Regions from separate parts of the Macaca mulatta genome. Here region 2 is linked to region 1. A link is a contact called in public Hi-C data. All regions are on one chromosome and are shown on one strand. The core of a region is the stretch at or near the end of the contact, and the rest is flanking DNA. Distances in the headings are between cores, read along the strand shown.

What was found. A called contact is a pair of places that touch in the nucleus more often than the background predicts.
Region 2: a contact with region 1 is called in a Hi-C map of CD4 T cells, with 5 times the contacts expected there. The contact joins two enhancer-like sites. A contact is called at or near these places in 7 of 14 Hi-C or Micro-C datasets (CD4 T cells, blood, cortical neurons and 4 more).

What each region holds. Positions count from the first base shown.
Region 1 is chr5:37,555,490-37,562,073 of T2T-MMU8v2.0, reverse strand. No RefSeq gene overlaps it. Among named protein-coding and RNA genes, the nearest start is that of KLF3, 330 kb to the left of the region's middle. Within about 2 kb of position 2,508, at least 28 of the 40 cell types and tissues checked have an H3K27ac peak or open chromatin away from gene starts, as enhancers often do. A contact at or near this core is called in CD4 T cells, blood and liver, where this site is marked.
Region 2 is chr5:37,886,022-37,892,605 of T2T-MMU8v2.0, reverse strand. KLF3 (KLF transcription factor 3) reads right to left here and starts at 5,446. Exons shown (of 6, transcript NM_001261280.1): 1 at 5,305-5,446. Within about 2 kb of position 2,450, at least 28 of the 40 cell types and tissues checked have an H3K27ac peak or open chromatin away from gene starts, as enhancers often do. A contact at or near this core is called in CD4 T cells, blood and liver, where this site is marked.

The DNA.
Region 1 (6,584 bases), core at 1,259-3,758:
CCCAAAGTGCTGGGATTACAGACCTGAGGCACGGTGCCCAGCCTCAAGGGCAGATCTTAATCTTTGTTTCCTATGCCTAGCACCGAGAGGGTACTAAATCAATGTTAATTGTTAGTTACTTGAGCTAGAGTGTTTGCAAATAAAAGGTAAATTTTCTGATGGGTTCTTGGGCCATGAGAGGTGAGAACTGTACCAGAGGATTGTAAGTTCCTTATACAAGTATCACGTTATATTGCGGATACATAGGTATCTCTATGATAATACCTACCAACGACACACAGGTTTCATCTTATATTAGGGGAAATCCCGTGAGGGGTGGAGATCCAAAGATCATTGCCGTCTACTCTTAGTGGGTCCACATCTTGTCCATTTCTATCTCGGCTACTCTAAATACTTCTTTAACTTATTCAGAGTGAAGGGAGTTTTTACCCCAGAGCAGAATGAAAGCAGAGATACCTAAATGGTAGTTTTACAGGAAACTTTGGTTAACATCTTTTCTACTGGTCTAGAAAAATACCCTAGGAAGTCACCATTTTAAACAAACAAAAAAAAACAAAAAAAAAAAAAAAAAAACACAGGAACAGGTGCATTAGAATACAAATCTCATGTGTATTTGGAACCAAGACCAACGTTTTCTGTAAATAACTACCATCAAAAAAAGAGTATCAGTTGTCTCCTACATCCAAATCCAAAGTGCAGGCAAACATCAAATTTTGGTTCTTCTCTCTTTTCCTGGGAATGAAACTGTTGCCAGCCAGCCCTCGGGGTTCTCCATTGCTGCAGTTTTGAAACTTTTCTTTCCCAGGTTAAGAAACTAAAGTTGTAATGGTGAAAGGAGAAATGGGAGAAAGCTACATCCCGGAGTAGAGGTGACCTGCCAGCACTCAAAGTTATCCCAGACCTAGTATGAGCTCAAGCTTAGGACGTTCGTTTCTTTTCCACCTGACTTCAAGGCGCTTGTCAAAGCGCAGCCTAAGTTAACAGGCTCTGTCAATGTGAGTACCAGAAGCCAGGCCAGCCACCTGCACTGCTGCAGAAGCCAGGGATACAATGAAAAAACACAAACGTTTCTCCCCATTTGCCGTGTACATTCTCATTCTTTCGCTAGGGACTGTACAAGAAATCCTGTCTTCTCTGGCAGGTTTCGGGTGGAGGCCCTGGGATGCGTGGACCCAGGACGGCCCATAATGCGGGCCTCTGCGTCCTCTCCCCCTCACATAGGGGCGGGAAGGCCAGGAGGCCTGGATCCTTCCCCAGAAGCCGTGTGGAGGTTTTCACTTCCTCTGATCCAGTGGACACATGTAATCTTTTTCTACAGCTCCCTGAGGCTGTTTTTTCCCACCCTACAAATCAGTAAGCATAAATTTTTGCAGAGAAGCTTGGAGCCATGGGTTCTAAGTATTCAGGCAGCAAAAAAAATTAAATTTTCAACCGGAGCCGGGCAAGGACACACGGTCTCAGACGTTTCCTGCCCGAGTTGGAGCCGCTTTCCTCCTCTTGCACACATGCTCCCCCTACTGCCTGACGCTGGAAGTGCAGCCCTGGCTCCGGGGCAACAATGAACGCCCCAGCTTGGCCCTGGGATAGCGGGTGAAAGATGGCAGAGCAGAGAGGTTGCAAAAAAAAAAAAGCAATAGTACATCCTTCATAATTCTCCCACTGCTCTGGGGAAGGCACTAAGCTAAGTCTTTTCGTTACATTTGAAGAATAAACTCTATAATAAAGACCGAATAAAAGTCCCCCCTGAAGAAAGCTTTGCCAAATAAGTTAAAGTTAGGTCTCCCTTAAGGGTTCAATAAATGAAAAACAACTTCAGTTTTAGATTCAGACCCCGTGAAATCCCCAAACCCCTTTGGATTTCAGACCCTTGGAACGCAGATCCAGGTTTTGCGCCTTTATGTGATGAGTGAACTTGGACATCTTATTTAATCTTTTTGAGCCTCAGTTTCTTTCTCTGTAATTTGGGCATATAAGACACTGTTGGTCTCATAGTGTTGCTATAGAACGTAAATGAAAGAACGTGAATGCATGAGAAAAGCGTTTTACAACATAAAAATAAATGTGAGCTGTTTCCCTTCCAATCCAACGCACACACACCCCTTTTCCATCCAAGTGGAAATGGCCGTCGAGGCAACCTAAACCCCTAAAAAAGGAAGTAGGGCAAGGAAAGCCCGGTCACAAACAGGAAGTAACAGAAATGCCACTGAGAAACATTCTTTCAGAGAGAAGAAAGAAAAACAGTCCTGGGCTGTGTTTTTGAAGATCAAGTTAGATTTAGTTAATGATCTGGGGTGTTGCCAGCCCGACTTGACCCCCTAAATAGGGGGTTTTCAGAGATGGTTAGGAAATTCTTGACCTCGATTTGACCTCACAAATGGGAATTCTCACTCTGCAGTTCAGGAGCTCCGCAGCTGGTAGCTTCCTGCCTTTTTAAATGTAGGTCTCTCCTCCTTTTCCCCTGCGGCCATAGGAGGGGCCGAGCGCTCAGCCGGCTGGGAGGAGCTGGGGCTCCGCCTGCCCTCCCTCGCCCTGGGGAGCCGCCCTGCAGCGCCTCTCGGGTTACTGCCTCCCTTCCTGGCTTCACAAACTCGCCACATGGTAGGTTGGCTACTTAAGGGAATGTAAGAAAAAGCACTAAAGTGACGGCATACAAAGAAGTTTTACAGCTCTGGAGATTATGTCAAATTTTCCTTCCAAATTTTTCCTTAGAGGAGACAAGATCCTAGATTTTTTTTTTTTTGAAGGAAAGGGAAAAAAATGCAAAACGAAAGGGAAACATAACGTATCAGGACACATTGTGCTGTTTATTCTCTTGTTTTTCTTTTCTCATTTTTGAAAGCTCTTTCAAGAATCTTACTGCCTTTCTTGTCTTTTCCTTAATCTTGTGTGTTTTTAAGGTAGGGAAGGGAGAGGATTAGAAGCCTGTGAATTTTGTCAGGACAAGACTTTCCTAAGCTTTTCATTTGTTTGTAGAACCAGAGTTCCTTCTCTGGTCCAGACTAAGAGGCTGGTTCCTGTCTCCTTCGCCTGTACCTCTTATTAAAGGACCCCTCCCACCCTTGTCAAAATGCTTGGTAAGAGTTGGAAAGTCAAGAGATCCATCCTTTGAGCGACCCTAGTCTGCAGACAGTGTCAGAGAGACAAATACAAATATTCTTAAGATGGTATCATGCCCCATCTTAGACTTGGTTGTTTTTCAATGACCTCAAACTGTACACTTGTTACAGGAAAGGGGTCCCCATCTAGACCCCATCTAGATCTCGCACAAGAAAGAATGCAGGGTGAGACCGTAGCCTAAAATGAAAGCAAGTTTATTAACAAAGTAAAGGAATATGCTTTGGGAGGCTGAGGCGGGCAGATCACCTGAGGTCAGGAGTTCGAGACCAGTCTGGCCAACATGGTGAAACCCAAATCTACTAAAAAAAAAATACAAAATAGTCAGGCATGGTGGTACATGCCTGTAATCCCAGCTACTCGGTGGCTGAGGCAGGAGAATCGCTTGAACCCAGGAAGTGGAGGTTGCAGTGAGCTGAGATCGTGCCACTGCACTTCAGCCTGGGCGACAGAGCCAGACTCTGTCTCAAAAAGAAAAGAAAAGAAAAGAAAAGAAAAGAAAAGAAAAGAATAAAAGAATGGCTACTCCACAGACAGAGCAGCCCTAAGGGCTGCTGGTTGCCCATTTTTATGGTTATTTCTTGATGATATGCTAAACAAGGGGTGGATTATTCATGCCTCCCCTTTCTAGACCATATAGGGTAACTTCCTGATGTTGCCATGGCATTTGTAAACTGTCATGGCGCTGGTGGGAGTGTAGCAGTGAGGATCCTACACTCTTATTGCCATCTTGGTTTTGGTGGGCTTTAACTGGCTTCTTTATTTACTGCAACCTGTTTTACCACCAAGGTCTTTATGACCTGTGTCTTGTGCTGACATCGTATCATATCCTTTGACTTAGAATGTCTTATCTACCTGGGAACTCAGCCCCGTAGGTATCAGCCTCATTTTACCCAGTCCCTATTCAAGATGGAGTTACTCTGGTTCAAACGCTTCTGACACAGTGGCTTCCAGTTGTACCTGCACAACTGAAAACTCCACCATGAGGATGATGATAATGGTGATTTCAAAGCGTTTTCACAGTTGAGCCAGATGACAGCCTATGGGCACACAGAACAGGTGAATTAAGCTGGTGTCACAGATGAGGAATTGAGGAGCAGAAAGGTACAGGGTTGAGTCCAAGGCCACTCAGCTGGTTCCCTAGGAAGACCAGACTAAGAGATTAAGGTCCTGTGAATGACACTACATCATTGAATGCCCATTATGGCACTATTACCAACAGGTTCTACAGGCCCTCATTCATGCTAAACAAATAGACTGTCACCATTATTAAAATAGGGTAACAGAGCGTTTAAAGCAAGCTACCTTTTGACAAATTGCCTAGAATGTGTTTCCAATGCAAAAATGGGACTCTGAGTCCCTTTACATGAATAGTACAGTTTTTAAGTTAAAATTTTATTTGAGTGGGTCATTCACTTACATGACTCAAAAGTCAAAATTCTAAAATATAGTATACCTGAGAAGTACACTCGCTGCCACTTCTTTCTCTTAATCCAATCTCTCCTCTTCCTTTTCTCCCTTGTTGGTAAATCATTTTTATTACTTTTTTTTTTTAATCCTACCTATGTTTCTTTATGAAAATACAAAGTACAAAAATGTGTATTCTTATTCTTATTTCTTTGTAGTCTTACAATAAAGAGAGTGTATCTAGTGCATTTTGAATTGGTTTTCTGGAAGTGGTGGTGGGCTTTGCTAAATCATCCCGCTCTTACCTGGGAACCGCAAGGATTGTGGAATTCATCTCCAGACAGCTCAACTGTGACAGAGAACCCGAGAGTTCAAGCCATGGAGGCTCCAGTTGGATCAGTTTGCCCCGTAAACCTAGGGCCCTCATGAAACTGGAACCAGACATGGCTGTAGCTTCAAGGGAAGCCTGGGATTTTCTGCCAACCACTGACTGAGGCAGCCAATCGATTCACAGGGAAAAGCTATCTAGAAGCTGCTCTGGACTGGAAAAGATACAGATCAGACCAGCAGAGACTGTCTCCCCACCCACCTATTATGGGTTTACCACAGTGGCTCATGAGGAGGAACTGGAGACAGACCTGGGACCCTGCAGTCTCCATGCTGTTGACATGGCAGGTCCCAAGGAGAGGGCTGGCAGGTTGGGGGACCATGTGTGTTGCAGAATCACTGTTGTCCCTGCTATTCATTTGCCAGGGCTGCCTTTAAACACAAACTGCGTGGCTTAAACAACAGACATGTATTGTCTCATTGTAATGGAGGCTAGAACTCTGAGATCCCAGTGTCTGCATGGCTGGTTTCTTCTGAGAGCTGTGAGGGGCACATCTATTCCAGCCTCTCTCCTTGGCTTGTAGATGGCCCCCTTCTCCCTGTTTCTCTTCACATTGTCTTTCTTCTGTGTGTGTCTGTCTGTGACCAAATTCTCCATTTTGACAAGGTTGTCAGTCACATTGGGTTAGGGCCCACCCTAAGGATCTCATTTCAACTTGATTACTTCTGTAAAGACCTTATCTGCAAATAAAGTCACATTCTGAGATGCTGGGGGTTAGGATCCCAACATATCTTTCTTTTTCTTTTCTTTTCTTTCTTTCTTTTTTTTTTTTTTTGGATGGAGTTTCACTCTTGTCGCCCAGGCTAGAGCACAGTGGCGCGATCTTGGCTCCCTGCAACTCCGCCTCCTGGGTTCAGGAGATTCTCCTGCCTCAGCCTCCCAAGTAGATGGGATTACAGGTATGAGCTACCATGCCTGGCTAATTTTGTATTTTTAGTAGAGATGGGGTTTCACCATGTTGGCCAGGCTGGACTCGAACTCCAGACCTCAGATGATCCACCCACCTCAGCCTCCCAAAGTGCTGGGATTACAAGCAAGGAGACATAATCCAGCTCATATCATTCCTTTTCAGACCCACAGGCATCCTCTCCTGAAGCGCTGGCCTCACATCCCCATTCCACCGTTGAGAAAAAAAACCATAGAGAGCCTGGGGAAGTGTTGTATTCCTCGAGTATATTGTGGAAGGAGGGAGGCAGTGTAAAACCCCTGCTTTAAAATGCGTTGGGTATATTCTCCTATACTAAATATAACATGGTTCTCATTATGGAGAGTAGACTCTGTCATTTTCAACAAATCCTTTCTTTGTCTTTATAAAGTCGAAGGCAGGAAAAAAAATCCCTCCAACTATTGTGCTGTAGACAAAGCTCTCCTCACCAGCCTCTCTCCTCACCCACAGCCCTGACCATCGGAGCTGAGACCCCAATGCCCAGATCTTCAAAATCACATACTCCTTTTACGCTGAAGTAAGATTTTTCTTGATCTTCATTTTCGAATATTTACTAAGCTGAGAGATAGATCACTCCCTATAGCTGAGCTTTTGGTGTTGTCGATCATTTTAGCTTTGTTTCTGTTAAATCCAGCCTGACGTCTTTGCTGAGATGCTGCGACAAACACTTTGGACCCATGACTTGGCACAACCGGGTGTGGCTTGGCCTGCCGCTCCTCAGGCAGGTGA
Region 2 (6,584 bases), core at 1,201-3,700, 330 kb before region 1:
GGCGGCCGCCACCACACCCGGCTAATTTTTGTACTTTTAGTAAAGATGGGGTTTCGCTATGTTGGCCAGGCTGGTCTCAAACTCCTGACCTCAGGTGATCCGCCTGCCTCGGCCTCCCAAAGTGCTGAGATTATAGGCATGAGCCACTGCGCCGGGCTGAGGACACTGTTTTTTTGCTTTGGAAGAAATGAATCCCAGTTCTGGTTCAGAAACTGTCAACAGCATTGTGCCTCTTCTACGACTACTAAATTTCAAGGAAGGAGAGCTGAGCTGGGGGGAAAAGCAGGGCTATCCCCGCCTTCAGACAATGCTGTCCCTTATCAGGGCAGACTGCTGTCTGGTTTCCTGTCTCCAGCTTGGGCATGACTGCTTAAGATGAGAAACATGGTCTGAGAAAGGAACAGCGTGGTCTTGACAATGAGAATGCTAGCGACCATCATAACCCTCTTCCAACTCACTCCCAAGAGGAATTCTGACTAGAGTATCACATACTAGCAAACCAGATATCAACTGTTTTAAGATTCTAGAGATTCGTTTTTTTAAAAAGCTAGAACCAATGATAAATGAAGCATTTCAGAAAGAATCCAAGTTCCAGAATAATGTAATTCCTAGTAACTTAAAGAATGAAGTTGCGTATATTTATTTTTCTTAAACACAACTGGGTGTGAAAGCAGAGAACAAGAAATACTGCCTAAGAAATCTGTCGTTTTATAGCAAAAAATGTTGATTTGAAAATATTAAGAAGGCAAGTATCTCAAGGGGGGATGCAGACACAATGAAACTAAATTAGGAATCATGATTGATATGGTTAACAAATAAAACTCTTATTCCCATTTTTTTGGTAATTATAGCAACTATAAGATAGTATAATTTTCCCCAACTATTCAGCTTAGCATTTAGAAGCTTGCAGAATTTTTTTCTGATAGAATATATTAGACCCTAATTATCTCTATTAACCACTTCATCTCCCTGCAAAAGGGAGAGGAAAGAATTTGGGGAAAGCCAAATACTCTTTACCAAACCTAGTTAGATTGTTAACAACTTTGGAACCAAAACAAACAAACAAAAACTTGCTTCAATTTGAGTTACTTATGAATTTTAAGCTTAAAAGCCTCTTGTTCTACAGGTCAGCTTAGTATTTCCAGTTGCTTTTCCCAAAGGAGAAAGAACTTATTGGGACTTCCAAAACTCCCAGCTTTTTTCATAGAAGTATCAGTAGCCAACTATTTGATACTAACAACTCTCTTAATATCCTATTTTATACTTTCCATTTATACATAAAGAATGTGGTGAAATGTGACATTTAAAACTAAAGCCCCATTATCATCCATTTGGGGGAGCAGAGGGCCTGATTTGCTGCTTCAGCAACTCTTGAAATTAATTCCACGGAGATGCTGTAGATGATTCCTTTCCATTAAAAAAAAAAAAAAATCCCCAAGTTTACAAAAGCACTTTTCAAAACTTTTTTCAACCAAATATTTCCTTAAATCTTAGTTTCTCAAGAACCAACAGAAAACTAATATTAAGGTAGGTCTTAAATAGTTATCCCAGAAATTCACTGACCCACAACTGACAGAGTATTTAAAAAATAATGAAAAATGTTATTGTAAAACAAAAATAAGAGTATTCTTCTTCTGTTTTCAAAATAGATTAAAATTTTCCATACGATCTGTCATCAAACGAATTTGCTATTGCCAGTTCTCCTTTTCTTTGAGCGTTTTAATTCTTAAAAACGGGTTGGAAATGATATGTAGAATATTATACAGTGAAATCTTTGTCCTTAAAATATTATCCTGATATTTAAATCTTTGTCCTTAAAAAGAAATAATCCTGGGATTTTCTCAATGTCTTATGCTTTGCTTCAGTGATTTTTCTAAAGATTTTTCCTTCCAAACATAAGCAAGACTTTCAACTAAGGCCAGGCTGCCAACACTGCTTAAATTCTCCTCCATCCACGGAAGCCACCTGGAGCAGCCTGGGTTAAAACGTGAACAAGGGTGGGCCACATCTTTCAGATAATGCCAGGTCTTCTAAACTGTAAGGTGTTAATCCTGATCTGAAATTGACAGCTTCAGGGCAAAATGCCTATCTTAAAACTTAACACCCTAACCACCTCAACACAAGAATTACAAATAAAAACAAAACTCCTTTAGGTTTCTTTGCCAAGATGGACCCAAATTTCCCCAAATCACAATCTGGCAATAAAAAATGTAAAAAGGTAAAAGCATTTATGCACCCAGACAAATGCAGTGGAGCAAAGGGTGTACGTAAAAAGGTTAACTGACTTCTCATTATGACATAACACAGGCGTCTTAAGCAATATCAAGTGTGTAGAGACATGATAACTCCATGGGTGGGGATACAGAGTTTAGGGGCAGGGACCTCAGCCTGGTCTGGGCTACTGATCTACCAGAAAACAGCCTGAAACAGGAAAGAGCACACATATGCCACTTGGAATGTATGACGCAAACCCCAGCCTTGAAACAAAGAACAGGAAACAGCTCTGCTGGCTGTGCTGGAGAGAAAGCACAGAGAAACATTTAGCCGGCCCTCCCTGACCCTATATTCATGAGCAGCTGGAGTTTTTTAAGACAACAACAGGGGGGTGGAGGTGTTTGTTCTATGGGTGTGAATAATAACACCAGCTTTATACAGGGGACCTGCCCTATTTACAAATAAGAGCTGCCACATACAGTAAACATCATAAGTGAAATGTGATTTTATCATATTCAAGCAGCAGAGACCTTCCTAACGAACACTAGCCTCCCTCCTGATTTCTTTTGTCCCTTTCTGCCCCATTCCAATGGCTACTCCCTAGCTCTGATCAAATTCCGAGTTAGGGTAATGATTATGGTTCAGCCTCAGTGCATCAAGAGGAAAAAAAAGCACTGCTGTTAGGAATTCAGATTACAACTGGGGTACCCCACAGAACCAAAACTGGAGCAATTGTAAGCCTCCTTTAGTCACAGAACTAAATTCCAAGACAGACTATGGGATGTCTAGAATAACCCAAAATTTTCACTGTCTTTTTCAAATGCAGTTATACACATTTTTTGCACAGAACTGCTCATCTGTTCAACATATACACACATTTATAGAAATTCACCTTTTAAGAATGTGATTCTGTTCCTGACATTTAGTCTAAAAATTACTATAAAATCTGTACACCAGAGTACTAATTTCTAGAAGAAATTCTAAAATGTCTACTTTCCCTTTGGGTTATTTTTAAGATGGTAAAATCCATTCACAGTTCCTTTCCCATTATTTCTCTTTACTTTGTTAGCTAGGACTGTTTAACTCAAGCTTACATTATCAAAGATTTAAGAATGTGGTGTGTGCAGACGTAAGTAAGGTAAGGAGAAAAAAAAAAAAAAAAAGAAAAAGAAAAAAAGGAAAAAAAAAAAAAAAAGCATCACAGTGCCCATAGCAACAAGAAGATTGGGTTTTAATTTAGAAACTTTGCAGTGAATAAAACAATAGCTTTCTGCAAAACTCTGTTGTTTTGTACCTGACAAGGTTTTGTGGTCTAAGCAGCTACTTTTCTTTGTTATTCCCATGTTGAGATTTTTATACTTGCATTCTCTTTCATGCAAGCTAAATGTTCTTTACAATGTATCATCATTGAACTTACCGATAGCATATTAGGTTTTTTTCTTCTAATAAATAGTTCTGCAGCAAAGCCCACTGACTGCAGAAATGAAGAAATCAGTTTCTCTAGGGAGTTTAATTTAATCAAACATCTAATTTCAGGTTTCTATTAACAGCCTAAGGTCAACTAACATACCTCTTTTCAAACCAGAAGAAATCACTCATGGACACTTCCCTTAAACACTAACTCCAAAAAATTGAGATAGTAATGCTAGCAGATTGTTTTTTCCCCTAAAAGCAAGTCTTCTTCCCTAGGGTGAGGCAAATCATCCAGATGAATTTCTCTTATAAAAATGCTCCTCAAATTCATACAGAAAAGGATAGCACAAAACTGCTGTGTGGAAAAACCTATAATGAACAACTGGCCTATTCCCCAATTGATTTTGCTGGCATGTTTCAGGTACTTGTCAGAATACCTCTTCATACTTTTCCCCATATACCAGACTCTTGTGAGAATATAATCAATATATTTAAAATGTCTTGGGTGATATTAATGGAAACATAAATTCTGAGTAAGAAATTCAGTGGTTAAGTGTAAAATGTTTATTTTAGTGAAATACAAGAAGGTGAACAATTTCCAATTTCCGTTTAACTCGACTTATTAAAAATAAGTCTCATTCACATTCTTCTAGTATTGCTGTATATTGCTATAACATTTAAACCAGAAAAGTACTCCTCCTTGTCAGTAGCTATCTGCCCCCAAAAATGAGTATGACAATTCCAAGTCTTATCTGCCATCTCTAAGAAAGCCACTTCGAAATGTTAGGTAGGTCCCATGGGTCCTGATCCAGGGATCTGTCCCTGGATCCCCATCAGGCTCGGCTGCAGGCAGTTGCCTAAGGCGTCCTCCGCCTTCAGCCACGCTGCAATCCTTGCTCCAGGCACTGCGGCAGGTTCTCTCCATGCCCCCAGGAAGACACTCCAAACCCGGCCAGCTCATTTCTCCTGCCCCGGAGGATCCAGACGCCCTGGCAGCTCCTGGGCTCCAGAACCAAGAATGGGATGCTGCCTCCAATCCCAATTGCCCCAAGTTTCTTTCCAGAGGGCCCGGAGGCTGCTCCAAGTTTGCTCTGCCGGGCAAGCTGCCGGGCGGCGTGTCCTGGGAGGGGGGCGGCGGGGGGCGCGGGCGGAGGGCGGGGAGGGGAAGGACGCGGGAGCCGGCGATGTGGTGGTGGGGGGGGGGCACCGTGAGGGGGAGGAGCAGGAGCGCGCGGCCTCGGCGCTACCTTTCTCCAAACAACGTTGCCACACGCGGAGAGCACGGATATTTCTGGGGCTTTGGAGGGAATCGTGAGCGGGCGGGAGGAGGCCGGGGACCACACAGGTGAGCCCCCGCCCGCGCCCTGCCTGGGACGGCGGCGGGCGCTGCGGTCCCGCTCCCCACCACCCGGGGTCCGCACGGTGCCTCGCCTCAACCCCTCACTTTCCACCGCGAACCCGTGACCCCCTCCTCCTTGCTCGCTCTCCGCCCCCACCCCGGCTAAGTGGAGCCGCCGCACTTTCCCAAGCCCGCAGGCGCCCCCCACACACACCAGCGCTGCACCTCGGACCCATTCCCCGCGGCCCCCTCCAGGGGAAAAAATGAAACCAGACTGGCCGAGGAGCGGGGCGGCAGGGGCCGGGGTGCGGAGCAGAGGTGAGGGAGACGGGACTTACTTTGCGAGGCGCGGTGCGGGGCGCCGCCGACGAGAAATAAAGGCCCCGATCCGGGCTGCCTGGAGCCCCCCGAGCGCAGCAATGTCAGGGCTCCAGTCCGCGCGGGGCTGGCGGCGGCGGCCGCAGGGGACTGGGACGGGCGCGCGTGCGGCGGGCGCTCTCGCTGCGCTCCGGCTGGGGCCCTGGCTCCGCGCGGCTCCGCTCCTGGCTCCCCTCTGGCTCCTGGCACCAACTCCGGGCAGTCACATGACGCCGGCGCCGCTCGCTCTGCGAGCCTCCCGGGGCTGGCGGGGTAAGTAGAGGCTGGGACCCGGGGTGGGAGGGTCAGGGAGGGGAGAGGGAGCCGCCGCGGCCGCCCGGGCTGGGCGGGTCCCCACCCACTTGGGTGGAGGCAGCCGCCGGAGGGGTCGGCCGAGTCACTCGCGCAAACACGCACCCCGCCCTGCGCCCTTCCCCCGCCACCCCCGCCTCCCGCGCCGCCTCCGCCCCGCCCCGCCCAGTCACCCGGGGACGGCCTGACAGACACTCATTATTCCCCGGAGCCGGGCGCCGCCCCGCCGGCCCAACCTGTCCCGCGAGGCGCGGCGCGGCCGTGGGGCTGGGCGTGCGCGGCGCGGCCTCCGCCCCCCGCCCGGCCCCGTGCCCCCGCCCGTGTCCCCGCCCGCGTCCCCTCCCCGCGCCCTCCGCTCCGGAGCCCGCGCCCCGCCCGCCCGGCCCCGCCGCCGCGCCGCGCCGCGCCGCCGCCCGAGCCCGGGGGGAAGGAAGGGCGGCGCTGCCCGCTCCGGGCGTCACACGGCTGCGGCCCGCTGCGCCGCTTCCAAAACACACAGCCGGGCTCGCGGGCGAGCCGAGGCGGGGGGCGCGGGTGGCCAGGGCCATCGATCAGCCGGCTCCAGCGGGAAGGGCGGCCCCGGGCGCGGCGGGAAGGGCTGGGCCCGCGGCCGGCGCGGCGCGGCCCCTCCTCGGCTGAGCGCACTCAGCTCACTGCAGGAGAAAAGCCGAGCCGAGGCGGCCGTGGTGCAGGAGCGGGTGGGCCCGGCGGGTTCGGAAGGGGAAGAGCGGCCGCTGGGGAGCGCCCAGCCTCCCTGGCCCCGAGTCGCCTGGGTCAGGGGACACCCTGTGGGCGCGCTCTTTCTTTGTGCCCCGGGGCGACGGGTCCCCCTGGCTGGCGGCCCAGGCGGCGCCCCCCGCCTCTTGGGACTTTTCTTTGAAGGCCCGGAGACCCCCAGGGCAAACCTCCCACGGGCCAGGCCTGCAGCTGTAGCTAAAAAGCGGCATTT